2 separate regions of the Mus musculus genome follow, and region 1 is linked to region 2. Evidence: chromatin contacts called from public HiChIP or PLAC-seq data. All regions are on one chromosome and are shown on one strand. Each heading gives the region's core, a stretch centred on a gene start, on an enhancer-like site or on the middle of the called end of the contact. The rest is flanking DNA. Distances are from core to core; before and after follow the strand shown.

Region 1 (6,613 bases), core at 1,782-4,281, 390 kb after region 2:
TTGCTTCTGAGGCAGAAGCTTCTGAGGTAGAGAGGGCAGGGAGACGGATGGTGTTTTAAATATGGCTTCTATGAGAAGGCAAATGATCTTTGAGGGATGGAGATGGGGAAAATCCACATTTATGCTTTTTTTTTTCCTTCCTGCAAATATCTCACAAGGGAGGCCGCGGTGTGCACGGGGAAGAAAAGGCCGGGATCGCAGAAACGGTTCCAGTTTGAGCCGTACCTGATGGACACTTGAAAACCGGCTGGGGGCGGGGAAGCGGGCGCTGAGGCCCAGGGGCTGGGGGGGGGGGGGCGACGATGGGGGGGGGGGGGCTGTCGCAGGGCTGTCAGGCTAATCCGGCTGCCTGCTCCCACCCTGCCCCTCCCTAGGGGGCGTTTGTTCCGCGGAGAACAGTTCAGCCGAAGGGAGCTCGGCCTGGAGCTTTAAGTAGAAAAGCAGCTCCGCTGCGGGGAAGACCACAAGAGGAACTGGGGAACGCAGAGGCAGAAGGCAGGGCGACAGGGCCACCGTGCGCCCGGGGAGCGGACCTAGCTGCCCGTACTGCTCCACGAAGCAGAACTTTTTATCAAGTGATTGCCTGGTGCAGCGGTGACCTAGGAACACCGAGCAGGGAGTCCATTACCCATCGCAGAGTTTGGACATAGCCAGGTTGCCAGCGCCTTCTCTTCAGGCCGGGTGAAAACACCCTGGGACAGGTCAGTCCCTGCCCGGGACTCCCCCGTTCCGAGTTACACAACCAACCGTTTCACCATTTCGGCACAAACCCCGGTCCACTGTGGGGCCGCACATTAAAAAGTGTTATTCGCTTTGAAGGTTTTGTCTAATGGTTCTAAACTGAAAGAAAATGTTTTCCTATTACTTAATTCAATCATAGCGAAGAGACTTGGTAAAAAGCCCACGGATTTTGTCCCAAAGTGTGACAGAGTTCTCTTTGTGTTTGCTTATCCTCCGCTGTCACACACTTTAATTCGCCTCTCTTTATCTGGCATTCAAAACTTTCTTCAATGACATTCAATAAGGTCTAGGGGCTGGAGGGAGAGGGGGAAACTGGTTATTCTCCCCCCCCCCCCCCCATATTCTTTCCCAGTAGCTTTGGCCTTGCTTGTATTCAAGGGCTCTTAACCCTTTCCTCGCTTGGGGCGTTCGGCAGCTCCCAGGAGAGCCCTTGCATTGGCACCTCGGCTGACTTGCCAGCTTTGGAGCGCAGCAGCCTCCCCCTTCTACCCTCGGGCAGCGTCCACACCCGTTCCGCCCTAACCCGCCTCAGCCCAGCGGGGAGCCCCTCTCTAGTCTCAGCTCTCCCGCCACCCAGCCCAGCCCAAATTTCCCAGAGAGCAATTAGAACGGGAATTAGGCTGCATTGATGCGTACCGGCTGGTTTGCGGGAGCTTTGGGGCCGAGACCATAGCTTGGGGGCACCGCATGCCAAGCACCAGGGGACCACTGAGCCCTCACTCTTGCTAGATGGCGAGATGGCACGCCCTCCACGCAGGTTAGCTCCCCCTATGGCGACCCTCCCATTGTCGAGGCAGTTGCTCTCACACACACCCTCTCCCATAACAAATCATCTTTGATTTTTTTAACCAGTTGTTTGTGGCGGCTCGGATGTCATGAACACTGCAAACCCATACAGAGGCCTCGGGTTTGGGCGGCCTTGCACTGATTCATCCACCCCCTCCGTAAAGCTCCCCTTTCTTGGTCTCACGATTCCGTTCACGGTTCAGAGCAGGTGACTGTGGCGATTTGTAAAATCGAAAGTAGTAAATTCGAAATCTTTTATGCTAATTTCTCATTGTATGTTAAACGCACAGGGACAGAGACAGCTCTGAATCCCGGGATGATTTTTTTAAAAAACTGAAGCTGTGTACACAGAGCGTGGCATTTGAAGTTGTTTAACCATTGTGTTACCAGAAAGAAAGAAAAAAAAGAGTGCGGCGACGGTAGGAGGAAGCAAAGGGCAACAGAAACTGGGAAAGACAGAAGAGTGCTCTTCCTTTCTCTCCAGCCGTGGGAAGCAACGCTTTCGAGTGCACCGGCGTGTCTAGTGGAGTGTGTGCGAGTGGAGAGTGCGCGCGCAACGTCTGTGAGAGTCTACACCATCCACACTCACCACGTTTGGTGGGGTGGGAAAGCTTCATACCCACGAATTCGGCTCTCACTCCCCTTGCTATGTATCTGTCCGTATTTTCAAAGACTACCCACCCGCGTACTTGTTTTGTTGCTATTTCTTTACATACACGGCCCTGTTGTTGAAGGGAAGAGCTGGTTGGCCAAGGGTCCACCGAACAAAGATGAGGAGTCACAGGCAACACCAAAATTGGGAGCCTTTGATTTTCTGAGAAAACACGGACAGAGATGAGGTTAGTCTCCAATGAGGACTAGGGAGCCTTTCTCTCATCCTCTGAGGCGCACTCAGAAACCTTGTTTTTCTGTCTCCAAATAGTGCGAGAGAAGAGACTCCACAGGTGGGAATGGTGGCCGCCCATTAGGATGCTTCATAGGATGCAGAGCTGAGCTTCGAGAACTAAGCGAAAGCGATACACTTGGTGGAACTGGGGTGGGGGGAACGAGCAAGGAAGAAGTAACAGAAAGAAAGGGACCAGGATCAAGTGGGCAGAGGAGATGGGTGTGCGCCCACGGGGATCTGTGCAAGCGAGGCAGCACGGGTGCGGAAATCAATAAGATAAATGGACCGATCGCCAGCGCAAAGCCAAAGGAAAGTAAGAAATAAAGAGAAAGAAAAGAATATTAAATCGCGGGAGAATGAGAAAATAAACCCGAAAAGGGAAGAGGAGGGGGGCGAGTGCGCCTGTTACGGCGTGGGTGGGGTTGACAAGAATAGAGTACATTATGCAGTTCATTTAGTTAACAAGTGAAATAATGAGGAAGCGTGCAGAGTGAATGCCAAGAGAAAGGGCACAAAAACCCTATTGAGAGGCCCCGGCCGCTCCTGGCGTAGCCCATCACATGGCAATAGTCCTATTTAAGCGGCGCCGCCGGCGTCTTTCAGCACCACTAGCGCTGGCCAGCACCTCGCCCGCTCCGGGAGGTGCCCGCAGCAGCAGCCAAGGTGATTCCAGCCCGGGCTTGAGCCGCGCGTGGAGCCTCCGGGGCCCGGGAAGCTGCGGGTGGCCGCGGCCAGGGGAAGCTACGACAGGATCTGCAGTTCCCTCGGGCTCCAGGGGCGGGCTGGCGGCAGGTGGACCGCGCGCCGGAGCCATGCCGCGCTCCTTCCTGGTGGATTCCCTTGTGCTGCGGGAAGCCAGCGACAAGAAGGCTCCGGAGGGCAGCCCGCCACCGCTCTTCCCCTACGCGGTCCCGCCGCCGCACGCGCTCCACGGCCTCTCGCCGGGCGCCTGCCACGCGCGCAAGGCCGGCTTGCTGTGCGTGTGTCCCCTCTGTGTCACCGCTTCGCAGCTGCACGGGCCCCCCGGGCCGCCGGCACTGCCGCTACTCAAGGCGTCCTTCCCTCCCTTCGGATCGCAGTACTGCCACGCACCCCTGGGCCGCCAGCACTCCGTGTCCCCTGGAGTCGCCCACGGCCCGGCTGCGGCCGCAGCAGCTGCTGCACTCTACCAGACCTCCTACCCGCTGCCGGATCCCAGACAGTTTCACTGCATCTCTGTGGGTAAGCGGGGTCCCCGCGCGAAATTGGGGGGCGGTGGTCCCGGGGTGGGGGGAAGTGAGTGAGCTAGGGATGGGGAAACGGCGCGCTATGGGGGACGGTGAGGATACTCGAGGGGCGCTCACAGTGCTAGACTGGGACCGGACGTAGGAACCGGGGAGAAGCCAGAAAGATCCTGGGGCGAAGGGGAAGGGGTTAAGGCCAGCTTTGAGATGTTCCTTAAAGGGGTGTTAGGGACAACCGATTCCGAGGAGAATTGGAGTCTGTGACTTGGCAAGGAGGCACCCGCCTGTGGAGTGATGAATGGAAGGATGGAAGGGATGTGTGCCTGATTCCAAGGTTGAGGCTAGCCTCAGTTCAGCGGGAAATTAGGCCCAAGGCTCAGAGGTTTGATGATCTCTCTCTCTCTCTCTCTCTCTCTCTCTCTCTCTCTCTCTCTCTCTCTCTTTCCCTCCCTCCCCCCCCCCCCCATCGCCCTCCAGACAGCAGCTCGAACCAGCTGCCCAGCAGCAAGAGGATGCGGACGGCGTTCACCAGCACACAGCTCCTGGAGCTGGAGCGAGAGTTCGCCTCCAACATGTACCTCTCCCGCCTGCGGCGCATCGAGATCGCGACCTATCTGAACCTGTCCGAGAAGCAGGTGAAGATCTGGTTTCAGAACCGCCGGGTGAAGCACAAGAAAGAAGGCAAAGGCAGTAACCACCGCGGCGGAGCTGGGGCGGGGGCCGGCGGGGGCGCACCGCAAGGCTGCAAGTGCTCTTCGCTCTCCTCAGCCAAATGCTCAGAGGACGACGACGAATTGCCCATGTCTCCATCTTCCTCCGGGAAGGATGACAGAGATCTCACAGTCACTCCGTAGGTGCGCCTTTTAGAGGACCATTGGTTTCCCCACCCCCCACCCCGACCCTTCCCGCACTGGTCCCCAGGCACCCGCTGGCCAACCGACGGATTTCGTTGGGCTTTGCGGTGGTGCGCAGCTTTAGGCAGAGCTAAGACCTTAGCAGACACTTGAAGACAGTGCCCCTGTCCCTTGGGCTTCAGGGTGTTTAGGAGGACTCCAAGCGATGAAGGCTGAGTCCTCCTCCTAGGACACAGCCTCTTCTCCCAGGCACGCAGGCCGGAGCACAGCGCCTTGCTGACCGCCAGCGCCTCTTCGCCTGCCAACTCTGGGCTGGTTCAAGCTTCCTCGGTTCCACTATTCTCTCCTTCTCGGTCAATCTGGGCTTTTCACTCCGCGAGTGGCTGTTTGCTTTTCTTTTAACATTTCTTTCTTGCCCCCAACTCGTCTCCCCCCACTGTGGTCCTTTATGCAACACGTCTATGGACTTAACTTTTCCTTCCCTCCTCAGGAAGTCTCTCCCTTCTGTCCGTTTGTCCCTTAAACAGGGATCAGGTCTTGCTGTTCGAAGAAGTCCCCCTAGCAGAGAGAACTGTCTCACATGGTATTGTATTGGGGAAAATGACTCTGTTTCCAATACGCTCTAAACCCCCTTCAAATGAAGCCGCTGTAACCAACCTCTCCCCATTGTCCAGGCCCCGACTCCCTCTGGGGACTGACTGACTGTGTCATTGTATCGTCTCTGTAATGCCAGAAGATATTTATTTATTTATTTATGTACAAAATTTTAAATAAACTTTTTTTTTCTTAGAAATTCCCCTGCCTCTGGGGTCCCCAGGCTTAGGCTGTAGGCCAGGCAGGCACAGGCAAGGGCTGGCACTCTCTGCTTGGGCGCTGCAGAGATCCAAGCTCAGCTCCTCCACTTACAGGTAGCCACTCTCCTCCCCACACCCGCAGCTCTCTTGAAGCTCCGGGATTCTACTCCAACTCCGTGTCCTTCCCAGTATTCCTGTGCAGGGCGGGCAGGCTGGCTGCTCCCTCCGATCTCCAACAAAAGATGCTATGCTTCCCTGGCTAATTCCAAGGGTAGAGACCAGGGATCCAACCTTCTTAGGGTTTGAGCTGCTCTAGCCTTTATGAAGGGTGCGCCCCGGTTTTGCTTTCAGGCAAAAGGTCCCTGAAAGGTGGCGCAAGATTCCAGCTGATTCCGGCTTTCCTCGGGGATCTGTGTGGGCTTTTTATGCATCTGTATTAGATGAGATGCGTGGAGTTCCGCCGAGCCGGTGAGCGCGTACGCGCTTAGACACCCAATAGCAGGTGTTACTACAGTTCGCGGACTCAAAGCTGGGCGAACTGCGGACCCAGGTGCTCTCCATCTGTTTCTTATTGGATACCTAGAACTCTTCTCTTTGTTCCAGAAGCCCACCACCCGTTCTCTAACACGCCCTGAGGAACCACGAACGAACCGGCTGTATTTAGGCAAAGATTCTTTTGAGCGGAAAAGTGTAGCTAGGGTTGCTCAGCATTCGTGATGGTCCCTTGTATTGTCTTCTCATTGAAACCAGGCTCAGTGCGAAGGTCTCTCTCTAGTTCTCCTCTAGAACAGCGTGCGCCCCCCCTCCCCAGAAGCCACTTTTGATTCCCCGGTTTTTGTGCAGGAGATCGAAGGGGGTTGGTTACTTGCCCCTGCGCACCCTTGGCCCCGCTCCCATTCCCATCCATCCGAGCCTCAGCTTCACTCGGACTAGTTTTCTGATCTCCCTGGAGAGGTCATGGTGCCAAACTAAAGGCAGCCAAGGCTTTCAGGACCCTAGAATAGCGACTGCCGATTTGTTGCTGGGACGACTTCAGCGGCTTCCTGGCTAACATGACCACCTCGTTAGATTTGTTGAGTCCTTCAGCTTCATGAAACTCACAAGTGTGTCTTTGGCTAGGATTCAGGGGTGGACTGCAGCAATGACTCTCAGTATGAAGAAGGCTGCAGTGGATTCGAAGGGCTGGTTTAAAACCAGGCCACCACCAAGATTACCTGAATGGGTGACTTTTGCGCAAAGGACAGGCTCCGCGAGAGGCCCCTCCGTGAGAAACACAGTTTCAAACCGTGCTGGGAGCCAAGTTGGGGGTGGGAGGCAAGACTAAGAGAG
Region 2 (6,882 bases), core at 2,026-4,525:
TTGAAGACTTATTTGTAATCTATTTCACCCAATAAAGCTACTGCAGGTTTGCTCTGCACCTTATTTTGACAAGTGAAAAAATTATGTAAACTTCCATACTTAACAGAATAAAATTTCAATTCATCAAGTGTTTCTCTGTTTCTGACCTGCTGACGCATCCATTTCTGAGTCCCCTTCCCTCCACTGTTCCACAGCTTCACTCAGCCTTCCCTCCCTCTACTTCAAACTCACCTTGTGAGTAAATGAAGGCCTCTCTGCACTGTATGAAGATGTTAATGCTCCAATCAAATGGCATAAATAAATGGTAAGTTTTTCACTAAACCCCTCAGTCTAAACCTGGTGTAATGGTGCATGCCTGATATCTCAGTGACTGGAAAGTAGAGGCAGGAGAATCATGAGTTCAAGGCCAGCCACCACTACATACCAAATTCAAACTCAGCGTGACCTACAGAAGACCCTGTTTCAAAACTGCAGCAAAGGTGGAAATCAAGCAAACAAACAACCCCCCCACCATGAACTACTGAAAGGTAAGGGGGACCATAGACAGCACAGTACTCCCGAGATCACAAAAGTCCTGTGCAACTGTCTAAGGCAGGGTGTTGTTCAGGTCACGTGACCTGCTGAAGAGAGTTACTCGCTGGACAGTTCACATTCCAAGCAAAACAGAACCTACAAGCAGGCTGTTTCTCATTTTCACTTTCAATTCATTCTCAGAAGATGGACAGCAAGCTCCCTTACACTCAAAACTGCAAATCACTCTGATGCTCAGAACCTACTCCGGGAGGGTAGTAGGATTTATTCAAGTAAGAACACAGACACGCCCAATCTTAATAGCACCTTTCTAACAGTCTCACTCTGGCCAGGCATGGATGCCTATGCATTTGCCAAAAAGCATACACACACCATGTGCAATTACCGGACCCGGGCAGAAGCCCTAAGGAGAGTGAGCTTGGGAGTGGACATCAGCCTCTCTCTGGATAGAGAACCCTGGCAGGGCTCTGTCCTCTGCTGCTCTTTTCTGGGGTTGTTTTGTGGATGTTAGGTTTTTTGGGGGGTTGGGGGAAGTGGGGGGGGGTGTTTGTTTGGTTTGGAAACAGGGTTTCTCTGGCTGTCCTGGAACTCACTTTGTAGACCAGGCTGGCTTCAAACTCAGAGATCTGCTTGTCTCTGCCTTGAGAGTGCCACAACCCACCACGCCCTTTGTTGCTCTTATTTGATTGTGCTACATTATTACATACATGAGTATTGTCTCCCTCAAGTAGTAGTAAACACAAGAAAGTGGGCATTATCTTTGGTTAGGGAGGGTCAGTTCTTTTGACAGGAGGTCTTAGCTACACTTGCCTGGAAAGTGTGATCTTTCTACACCCAAAGTCCTGGGCTAGAAGCATGCCATAAAAAGCCCTGCTGTGGCAACTGTCTGGATCACTGCTGTAGCCCCAGTTCCAGTCAGCTGGTGCTAGATGGATACTTGACTAAACTGAGTGAATGAACAGACTACAGGAATCACACCACTCCTGAAACCTTCGACTTTGTCAATGAACCATGACCCCAAAATACACGGAGCTCAGCAATCTGGCAAAATTATCACTATGAAAGATTCGATTATCCCATGTGGCATGTCTAATTAGCACAACCAATCCCAGTAACTGTAAACACAGCCCCCTTCTCAACCCCAGGAAAGAAGAATTACCCACGTGGGAAAATGGAGCCTTCAGTGATTCCATAATCTTCCGACTTTTTTGATGCTGTGGATTTTAAGTCCACTTATTCCACCCCTTTTTTTAATACTGTTCCACAGAAAGTAGCACAGAGTCCACTTTTCCTACCTGATTCTCCACTCCTTACACACACACACACACACACTCACACACAACCACAGATCACTTGCAGGTGGAAGATGGTTTGGAGAATCTCCTAGATACAACCCAGAACACAAAAACGGAGATGAAGCAGGTGCAGGTCTTTGGTAAATAACTCCAGACCCACACTGCAAAGAGTAACTTTTTTCATTGATTCATAAATCACAATCTCTACGGCGAAGTTCATAAAGGAGGTAATGGATTTGCTTTATCACGTGGGAAGCCGTGGTGCTTCTGGCAATGCACAAAAACACGTTTGGAACCCACCCGCGCGCGTTTCGTTTTTTTCGGGGGAATCTGTGTACTTCAACCCCACACAGCGGTGTCTGCTCTATTAAAATAAACAAATGACAGGAAAGCGAATGCAGCTTTTCAAGATTAACACAGATTCCCAGAGACAAGGCTGCCATCTGGACGGACACAGGTTGGAAGCCGCAAGAGTTCCTATCGCTTCAGAGAGTTGAAAATAAGAAAACATTTCAACAGCACTCTTAAAAGTTTCCACCTTCACACGCCCCCTTCCCGAGCCAGGGCCTGGGGCTCCACCTAACCCGAGGAGGAACTCCGCCAGGACTTCCGTCTTCCAGTAGGATCGAGACCCTTCCTTCCTGCCGCAGACCCCCGCCCTGCCCCGCGCAGGGCCCCAAGGAAATGCCGCGTCCCTTCCCCTGGCACAATCCCCTCGCTTCCCGGTACCAGTCCCCAGTTTAAAGTCCCGGCTCCAGCCTCCAACCTCAGTCCACACCTCGAGTCCCCAAGTCCCCAACCCCAGTCTGCAGCCCTTACCCCCAACCCCGTCCCTGAGCCCCCAGGCCCTAGTCCCCAGCCACAGTCCCCGAGTCCCCGGTGCCCAGACCCAGAGCTCCCCGTCCTCAACTGCGACCCCGTGGTCAGGACCCAACCCCGAGCCCCGGTCGGTCCTATCCCCAGTGTCCCGGCCCCGCCTGCCGTGTCCAGCACGCCTTCCCCGCGGCCACTCGGCCCCGCGCCCGGTCCGCCCGCACACGACCAGGCCCGCGGGCGGCGCCTCGAAGGCGGGGACCGGCCCCCCGGGCCGCGCTGCCGCCGCACCTACCATGGTACAGATGGAGGCGAATTTGGAGACTGTCATTAGGATTTCCATCCGCCCGGCGCCATCTTCCAGACAGTCGCGGCGGGCGGGGGACGCGGGGAGCCGGGCCGCCCGCTCGCTCCGCAGCCCGCGGCCGCACCCGGAGCCGCCGCCGACCCACGCTTCTAGCCTGCTGGGCCGCCGCTGCCGTCGTCGCCGCGGGCGCTCAGGCTTCCTCCGGCCCAGCCCCCGCCCGCCGGCCGCCCGCCCGCCCCCGGCTCCGCCCCGGCGCACGGCGCAGCCGCCGCCTCAGGGCCCGCGCCTGCCCGGGAAGCCGCTCACAGCACACCCCGCCCAGCGCGCTGGGGAGAGAGCTCCGCGCAGGCCCTACCGCCCCGACGACCGGGCAGCGTCCTTCCGCCCCGCCCGCCTCCGGCGCCGCCACGCCCACCGCAGCTGTGCCACGCCCATGGTGCCCCGCCCTCCCACGGGGGGGGGGCGAGCTTGGGGAGGACGGCTCCACCCAGTGCGCGTTGGGGCGGGGCGAGACCCGTGCCGCGTTCCTCCTGCAGATGGGTCCTAGCGCCGACGTGAAGCACCTACCTTAGCTTGCAAGAGCGGGTCTTTAGGGGATCGAGCCTTTGCTCTGCGGCGTCTGTGACATCAAGCAGCCTTTAGAGCGACTGACAGTCAGTTGAAACAGAAGACGGAGACCATATCTGGGAAACTGGATGGGTTGGAAGGCAACCCCGCCAGAGTCCCAAGCACTTGGATGTTTTTCTGGGGTGAATCATCTGGGCCTAATTCCCTAAGAAAAGGCTAATTAGATAAAAAGACAAGATTTAACTCTATGAATTAGCAGTAGTGGGGGAGAAGAGGAAGGGGAGCCAATCCTGAAAAACAGTGGGATACCAACTTGGAATTTGTAACAGGGTGGTATGTCCCAAGTAAGAAGCCGAAGCCAATGTGTGAGGAGCACATAGACCGTGTTAGCTAGTGGATGAACGCTTCCTATTTTCTACCGGCAGAAAATTCATAAAACTTCATAAATTACTACTTTAAAAAGCCTGTGATTTGTTTTGATTGGTGATCTGAGGGTAGGACCTTTTCTGCCTTCCACCCAACTCCCCACCACACCGGGTCTGTGGAACTTGGGGCCTAAATTCCGACGAAAGCTCTAAAATCTGATAAGCCTCACTTCATAGTCCAAAGCATTCAAAAGACCGAGAATTTGAACAAAATTTAGTCGAGAAACAGATTTCTGGTACATGAATACTGTTTCCATAGCAATTCCATTGTAAGCGTTGGGGGAGGGGAACACCCACTGAATACAGCTAAGTATTCTGGCAGCTGCTTATTCTCCAGGTATCTACCTTCGTAGTGGCTAGGCCTCCCGCTTTTCTGTAGATACCACGGCAGGGGCTTGGACTCTGGTTTACACCAGTTCAGATCTATGCAATGTTTGTCGCGTTGCTCGCCACTCTAGACTCCACAAGCATAGAGCATGGTCGTACAACATCTATATTTTAAAGGTAAGGATGGGAGCTGGACATATGGCTTAGTTGGCGAAGTGTTTGTGTAGGTGTTCTGAGGTTTCATATCCTCAGCTGAAGTGCTAATCCTACTATGGTAAGGTCATCCTCAGCTATTTAATGAGTTCAAGACCAGCCTGGATCACTTGAGTCCTTGTCCCCAAAAAAATAAATGAATGAAAAGCCAGTCACAGGGAATTGTGACATGCACCTACAATCCCAGCATAGGAAACAGAGAAAGGTGAGTCTCTGTGAGTTCAAGGGCAGCCTGGACTAAATAGCAAATCTACAGATCAGCCAGATCTATGCAGGGAGACCTGGCCTCAAAAATAAATAAAAGAGAATAAACAGCACATGTATGAAATTGTCAAAAAGAAATTAGCAAAAGCCAATGAGTAATTAATTAAAATGTTGAGCAAATAAAACCCTCCAGCTGTCAGTGTGCCGCCTCAGAATTCCTGTCATAGGCTAGGTAGTCTGCTGGATAAGGTTTCATTTTTAAGCTTTATTATTTTTACTTTATGTGTATGGGTGTTTTGCTTGCTCACATGCGTACAGTGTCCGCGGAGGCCAGAAGAAGGCATCAGATCCTCCTGGAACTGGAGTTGTAGAAGGTTGTGAGACCAGATGGATGCTGGGAACCCTTTGAATGCTCTAAGCGTAAACCTTCCAATAACCCCAGAGATCCATCATGCCAGGCTTGTTTTCTAATTGAAGAAGTATAGCATTCATCATTGCACCCCTAGTGAGTGCAGGGCCTGGGTCTATACACACACAGCACAGGCTCTGTCCCTGAAATCTGACGTCTCTCCCTACCTCTCCCAATGAGTCAACCTCTTTGGTTGCATTAATAATGTGGTCTAGCTGTTCAGATAGTAGATGTCAATCAAAATAGCCATAGTTCTAACTCAAGTCTATGTTGGAAATTGTCTTAGGGTTTCCATTGCTCTGAAGAGACACCATGACCAAGGCAACATTCTTATAAAGGACAACATTTAATTGGGCCTGGCTTATACTTTCAGAGGTTCAGTCCATTGTCATCATGATAAAAAGCATGGCAGCATGCAAGCAGACATGGTGCTGGAGAAGGAGCTGAGAGTTCTATATCTTCATCTGAAGACAGCCTGGAGGGAAATCTCCACACTGGGTGGAGCTTGAGCACTAGGAGACCTCAAAACCCGCCTACACAGGGCCACACCACCTCCAAGAAGGCCACACCTCCTCATAGTGCCACTTACCATAGGCCAAGCATATTCAACTCGCCACAGGAATGGAACCCAGGACCTAATTTAGGCTTAGACAAGTGTTAAACCACTGAGTTACACTCCCAGTGCAATGGCTTTTCAAAGCTCACTCACTACTAATCCAGCAAATAAAGTTGAGCATCTGTACAATAAACGTAGGTCTTATATAGGCTGCTCCAGATAAAGTGTAGTCCATAGGTCTAAATACTTGTATGTATTTATTTCACCCTGTCACTGTCTTCAGACACACCAGAAGAGAGCATCTGATCCCATTACAGATGGTTATGAGCCACCATGTGGTTGCTGGGAATTGAATGCAAGACCTCTAGTAGAGCAGTCAGTGTTCTTAACCATTGAGCCATCTCTGCAGCTCCCATGTTGGTATTTAAACACAGATTTAAAGAGGGGGTTAGAAGGGTAAGATGTAGTTCAGGGGAAGAGCATATATTTAGCAAGAGGTCTTGGGTTCAGTCTCCAGCATCAACAAAATAAAACAACCACAACTTAACTAAAAGAAGAGGCTTATCAGCCTCTACTTAAAACTGAAACAATGGTTTCATTCATTCGGATAGATAGATAGATAGATAGATAGATAGATAGATAGATAGATAACACCATCAAGTTTCTGTCACAGATTGCAAGGGGAAGGCTACTTGTCCTGGTACTCAGCAGGGATTGCCTCCTCGTCCCTGCTGGTTCTTCCCTGAACCCAGAAACACCCCACCATACATATGCCTCACCCCACACCTCACACCCCACCCTATCCCCCACCTCCACTCCAGTCATGCGGAGCAGAATACAGAAGCAGCTGGCTGCAATGTGCTCTCCACGGGACAGCAGCTCTTTCACAACAACGGCGTCTAGACTACATTGTCTAGATTCTTTTCTGTTTGTGACACTACATCTTCTGCAGATGTTCCTGACGGCTGAGTCCACCACAGGGAGTGATGAAGACGTCAAAGGCAACAAGAGGGTGCGGGAGATGTGTGCCTTTACCTCTGGTTGGTCCCGCTGAGAGCTCTCTAGCTTCTGCCTGCCTGTTCTGTTCCATCCACAGCAATGAGCTGTTGCTGCTCGCCTGCAGGACGCCTAACCACATCCAGTTGACCCCCTTATCTCTGACCTCTGGAAACTTGTTTCCCTCTTCTCCAACCTGCCCCTCATCTTCCTCATACCCTCTGGGTAGCTCTCCATGG

Evidence for each region. HiChIP or PLAC-seq counts read pairs in DNA pulled down with a chosen protein or histone mark.
Region 1: a contact with region 2 is called in an H3K4me3 HiChIP or PLAC-seq map of embryonic forebrain, with 3 times the contacts expected there. The contact joins the promoter of Gsx1 here to the promoter of Usp12 in region 2. A contact is called at or near these places in 5 of 39 promoter capture datasets (embryonic stem cells, hippocampal neurons and liver), 1 of 484 Hi-C or Micro-C datasets (embryonic stem cells) and 3 of 115 datasets of contacts at active chromatin or transcription factors (embryonic forebrain, microglia and pancreatic cancer cells).

What each region holds. Positions count from the first base shown.
Region 1 is chr5:147,185,665-147,192,277 of GRCm38.p6, forward strand. It overlaps Gsx1 (GS homeobox 1), which reads left to right and starts at 3,032. Exons shown (of 2, transcript NM_008178.2): 1 at 3,032-3,634; 2 at 4,114-5,283. The coding sequence starts at 3,226. The coding sequence ends at 4,490.
Region 2 is chr5:146,791,681-146,798,562 of GRCm38.p6, forward strand. It overlaps Usp12 (ubiquitin specific peptidase 12), which reads right to left and starts at 3,276. Exons shown (of 9, transcript NM_011669.3): 1 at 2,935-3,276. The coding sequence starts at 2,982. 1700041I07Rik (a long non-coding RNA gene) reads left to right here and starts at 4,145. Exons shown (of 2, transcript XR_377208.4): 1 at 4,145-4,442.